Regions from separate parts of the Mustela erminea genome. Here region 1 is linked to region 2. Evidence: chromatin contacts called from public Hi-C data. All regions are on one chromosome and are shown on one strand. Each heading gives the region's core, a stretch centred on a gene start, on an enhancer-like site or on the middle of the called end of the contact. The rest is flanking DNA. Distances are from core to core; before and after follow the strand shown. Region 1 overlaps KLF13 (Krueppel-like factor 13). Region 2 holds the start of KLF13 (Krueppel-like factor 13).

The links. Hi-C and Micro-C count contacts between places; a contact is called where the count stands out from the background.
Region 1: a contact with region 2 is called in a Hi-C map of skeletal muscle, with 5 times the contacts expected there. The contact joins the enhancer-like site here to the promoter of KLF13 in region 2. A contact is called at or near these places in 3 of 3 Hi-C or Micro-C datasets (fibroblasts, skeletal muscle and spleen).

The regions. Positions count from the first base shown.
Region 1 is chr5:22,424,123-22,426,822 of mMusErm1.Pri, reverse strand. All of the region lies in intron 1 of KLF13 (Krueppel-like factor 13), which reads right to left. Among named protein-coding and RNA genes, the nearest start is that of KLF13, 44 kb to the right of the region's middle. Within about 2 kb of position 1,397, the one cell type or tissue checked has open chromatin away from gene starts, as enhancers often do. A contact at or near this core is called in fibroblasts, where this site is marked.
Region 2 is chr5:22,380,474-22,383,173 of mMusErm1.Pri, reverse strand. It overlaps KLF13 (Krueppel-like factor 13), which reads right to left and starts at 1,423. Exons shown (of 2, transcript XM_032342259.1): 1 at 317-1,423. The coding sequence starts at 908.

The DNA of each region.
Region 1 (2,700 bases), core at 148-2,647, 44 kb before region 2:
ACCCCTAGGCCAGCACGCGGCTCTTGGTCTGTCTAGGCGTCAGCAGCTCGGCACTTTTACTGAACACACACCCAGTGTCTGGCCCTGGGGACAGGGTCCTGATGCAGACAGGGTCCTCGATATTCCATCCTTCATGCCTCTGTCAGTCCACTCCAGGAGGGCCGATGGCAACAAAGTGGCCCACCAACAGATGAAGCAGACGCCTGCAGACACCTGGAAGTTATGATTCATGCTGGTAAGGAGCGGCACCAGGGTCTGGCTGGGCTGGGGACACTCAGGCAGCACCCAGGGGCCTAATGAGGAACAGCCAGTAAAATCGAGAACAGGTGGGGTTAAGGCAGCCTGGACGGGGGACAGAGTCACCCACGACAGTGTTTCTCATACTTGTGGAGAGGGACCCAAAGAGAGTCTGTTCATATGGGCTATATATGTTGGTATTTACCATATTAGAAATTAAAACAAAAAAATTCAAACTCAAGCACACATTCCAGTAGCTGACAGAGGGATGATGTCATCACTCATCATTTAGCTTTTGGAATATTCCATTATATTCTTTTGAGAGAATAAAGGATAAATGATGTTATTATTTTGAAAATAGTTTTCCTAGAAGGGTCTCAGGTACCTACAGGTGTCCCTAGGCCTCCCTCTGAAAACTGCTCTGCTTGGGATTGGCCCCAAGGTGGTGCGACCAGACTGGAGTGGGGACTCAGCAGGTCTGGGTCCTACAGGGTGTGTCGGGACTAAGTGGATCCTAGCTTCCCTCCTGCTGGGCTCAAATTCTGCATCTGCTTCCTCTTGGGCACATGACAGGGAGACAGCAGGAGAACCACAGGGCCATCACACGGAGAGTGCGCAGTCTAGCTCAGAAGTGACATGGGCCCTCTTGGAACAGGAAACCTAACCGAGGATTCCAGATCCTTGAAGGGAGCTCAGCCCTCCTGCAGCACCCTGCCTGAAGCCTAATCCTGGCATCGCTCACTTAAGACCCCCTGCCCTCACTTTCCCAAGGGGGCCAGGATTGGGGCTGTGGGACTGAACGGTGAGAGGGCCTTGGGAGGGGGAAGCAGAGTGAGAGGAAGTGGGTAGAGGTCAGGTTTTGTGGGGTACAGGGTACACAGGGAGGGAGGGAAGCTAGGGGAAGGCTGGAGTCACTGTGGGGGGCTGGGGAAGGGGCCAGGCCATGCTCAGGGTGGAGGGAGGGGCCTGAGGCTGCCAGGCTGCAAGGCCAGGGGATAAATGGTCTGTACTGAGCGGGGTGCTACTGGTGTGTAGTAAGGGGGGGGGGCAGCTGGGCAGCAGGGGCGCCAGGGCCAAGGGCTCGTGGGGCACAGGGCGGGGGTTACATAAATGTTCCCTGGCGCTGCAGTGAGGCTGTGAGAGCGATTGCCTCATCTTATCAGGGAACACTGCGTCCCACATGCTCCTCTTGCCCAAGCCACAGGCCTGGCCTGGGACAGCTTGTTCCTCCCGGAAGCCGCAAGAGGCCAGACTGGGAGCACAGGGGCTTTCCTCCTTCGAGCCCCCGACTGGGCACTGAGCCCTGGGCCCTCCCCTCGCCCCCTGCTCGGCAGCCTGCAGGTGCAGCTTAGGGAGTGTGCACCATCCAGCCCCTGCCCGGGGTGCAGGCTCCGGCCACAGGGAGACTCCCTCTGGCTCTCACCCCTGTCCAAAGGGCATGCTCCCAATTAACTCAATTGCTCCAACCAGTCTGGGCCAGACTGCCAGCTCCTACAGGTGAGTGGGTCCCTCCTGGCTCCAAGAATGCCTGCACAAGGCAGTTCTTTTCTATCTGTGGGCCTCTTGGGGGCAGTCCTGGGGGTCCTTTAGCATTGGCTCCCAGTGCCACTCACAGAGCTGGGGCCAGAATCATGTCTGTGGACTAAAGCCTTTCCTGCCTGTGGCCAGTAAGTGCCCTCGACTATTGGCCCCCTTGACCTCCTGCTGGCTCGTCTCAGCTCAGGCCAGCTCGACCAGCCAGGGCTCTGGGAAGCCGAGCTGAGCTCCTCTTTGTGGAAGTGAGAAGGGATAGGGTACATCTCTGAACAGAGGGCCCCAGAGAGAAGACCCATCGATGTAACGGCAGTGCCTCAGGTCCCATGAGCAGACCTCAGCGAACAGAAGGAATCCACATGGGTGTGTGTCTGGGCAGTGACAATGAGGGGCAGAGCTGGTCAGAGTCCGAGGCAAGCACAGGGAGAGTCTGCCCCCCGCCCCAGACACGCAGCTTCTCCAGGGCCCCCAGGCCCCAGCACCCAGGTCCTGGCTAGTCACTGCCAGCAAGTGGGCTGTCCCCTTTCAACAGCTAGCTCTGAACTGCGGCCACTGGCATGGGGCCACTTCCAGCTCCCCACCTTGACACTGCCATGTTTTCCCCTCCGGGGAATCCCTCCTGCTCACCCTCCCACCCTGGGGCAGCTTGGCAGTCGGCCAATCGCTGGAGCCAACCAAGGGCCAGCCTCCAAGGAAACCCGGGCTCACAGGCAGCCTCAGGGTCAGCAGAAAGGCCTGTCCCCTGTGGTGGAAAGCAGACTCTCCTCTCCTTAAGGAGGCCACTGGCTACTCAACTGATCACTGACAATGCCCACGGTTTATAGACCCACGTGGGGCTGACAGGAGGATGCCCTGTCTCGCAGAACACCCCTGTTGGAAGCCCCTCCCCACTACGGTCGGTGCAAGGGAGGGAGGTGAGGCCCAGCAGGA
Region 2 (2,700 bases), core at 174-2,673:
CCCCGCCCCCCGCGGGGTCTACGCCCGCAGCCCCGATGACGACATCCGCCCCCGCGGCCCCGCCCGAGAGTGCCCAGGGAGGGGGCGTGCCCGGCGGGGGCGCGGTCGCCGGGCGGGCGCCGGCTCCCAGCTCCCGAACCCGCCTCGCTCCGCGCGCGGGGCCGACCACTGGACCGTGTGGCGGGGGAAGGGGCGAGGCCCCGACCGTTCCCCGCCCGACCGCCCCTCCCGCCCCGCCGGCAGCTCCGGGGGCGTGGCCCGGTGGCTGGCGCTGTCCCCGTCCGCGCGCTCGGGGCGCCCGGGCGGCCCTACTGACCTGTGTGAGTTCTCAGGTGCGCCTTGAGGTGCGAGGATTTCCCGTAAACTTTCTCGCAGCCCGCGTAGTGGCACTTGTGCTTTCTCTGCGGGGACTCGAGGTCGGCGCGACTTCGGCCCCGCCGGCCCCTTTGTCTGAGGCCGGGTTCGCCGCTCCCCGCGGGCCCTGGCTCCCGCTCCGGCTCCAGCCCCGCCTCGAGCTCGGCCTCGGGCTCGCTCCACGCGGGGCTGAGGGGCGCGGCCGCACCACCTTCACCGCCAGGGGAGGCCGGCTCGGGGGCGGGTGGCGGCGCTGGCGGCAGGCGGCAGGGGGTCCTCGCCTTCCGGGCCGCGGCGCCCTCTCTGCGCTCCGCCGGGGCGGGCGCCGGCGCTTGCTGGTTGAGGTCCGCCAAGATCCGCGCCACCACGAAGAGCGAGGCACTGTCCTTGCCGTCGCGGCGCTCCTCGACGCGGGGCAGCGTGGCGGCGACAGCGGTGGCCGCGCCCTCGGGTCCGGGCTCCGGACCCTCCCGCGGCCCGTGCACGACCGCGCGGCTCGACATGGACACGAGGCACTCGGCGGCGAAGTGGTCCACATAGGCGGCGGCTGCCATGCTGCGGGCTCCGGCCGGCGGGCCGGCGGCACTGCTGGTCGCTGCGAGTCGTCAGCGGCGCATCCGCACCCACGGCCTCACGAGAGCGGGCGGGGGGCGGGGGCGCGGCGCGCCCTCTCCGCGGGCTGGGCTGGGCGCGCAGCCGCCTCTGCCGTCACCCGCGCGGCTCCGCGTCCGCAAGGCGCCCGCCCGGCCGGGCACCAAAGAGTGAACGCATGGAGGGTGCGGGCCAGTGGGGTCCCCGCGCGGCGTCAGGGGCGGCCTGTCCTAAGGATGCCGAGCAGCGACGTTAGGGACTACCTCGCCAAGTCGCGGCCGCAGCCTCGCCGCGCATTGTGGCAGGCGGGACAGCCGCCGTGCGCGCCGCGGCTCGGTGTGGGCGGCCCGGCCCCGGGGGTGGGCGGGGCCGGGGCCACATCTGGACCCGACGTCAGCCCCCAGCCACATCCTGGCAGCGCAGGTTACAGGCGGCGGCGGCGGCCGCGGGGAACTGCGCGCGCGGAGGGGGCGGGGGATCCCAGAGCGCGCATCATCAGGATAGAGCGGTCGCGCGCCCGCGGCTGAGGAGGGGGCGTGGCCTAGGACAGGGGCTGACGCCGTTGGTTCGTCGGTAGGCCGTCGGACCAATCCAGGCGGCCAGAGGGGCCGACCCGGCCTGGGGGCCTGCGCTCGCCAATGGGCGTGCCCTCTTGGCCCGCGGGAGGAGGAGCGGAAATTTGAGCCGAGAGCCGGGCACGCTGACGCAGGACGTCTGAGGGCGGTGGGCCGGGGCGTGGCTGCGCGGGGACCGCTCCCCACCCCACCCCACCCGACCCCACCCCCCTAGCAGCGGGGAGCCCGCGGGGCATTTTCTTGCCAGGGTTCTGTACGGTGACAGCCTCGAACCCTGGAGTGGAAGCGAGCGCTTGGGAGGGCGCCCCTTTGTCCCTCCGTCCCCGCCTGTGAGGGGCGCCGGGGATGGGCGCGCCTCCGTGGGGGCTCGCCTCCGCTTCTCTCTTTCCTTCCAGAGCTGCATTTGCACGCGGGGAGGCGTGTCCGCTCCGGCTGGGCGTGGGGCTGCCGGCCTGGCCTGGGGGCGGAACAACGCCCCGGGCACCCCGCCGTAGCAGGGTTCCTAGGTGGCCGCGCCTCGAGGCGCCGGCCGCTCGCCCCCTCCATGCCCTCTCCCTCTGCTCAGCTCCGGACCTCGGTGCGGTCCGGCTGGGAGCGAGGTCACGGGTGGGGCGAGGCCGCTCCGGCAGGAAGGACCGGCTGATTCCCCGACCCAGCAGCCGGAGACCCCGAGGAGATCGCGCTGCGGGTGAGCCTGTGTCGGCCGGAGTCGGACTGGCCGCCGGCTGGTGGCTAACCTGCCAGCGTGGGTGACGTGCCCACCGCGTACTGTGCTTGCAGGAGTGAACTACGTGCTGGTGCAACCGGCGCCGCTGTTCAGGGAACGCGGGGCCCCTTCCTCCTCCCCGCCCCGGCCTGCTGCCAACAACTTCTCCAGGCTGCCCCTCTCCCACGGCGGTGGGGAAGGCTTCAAACGCCACCAGCTGCGAGGACCCCGCCCACCGCGCCCCACCCACCCTCTGTCTGGGCCTCCCGAAGGAAATACTCCGCGGCGCCCAGCCCGCGTACTCCTTGTCCCGGCCCTGCCGACTTGCCCCTGACTCTCACCGACGCCCCCACCCTCATCCCCTCGGCCCCACCATCCTTCTGCAGGCCTAGGCCATCTCTGGAGAGGCCAGTATATTACTTTCTACTGCTTCGGAATCAAGCGCCGCAAGACCCTTTCCGGACCCTCGCCGGC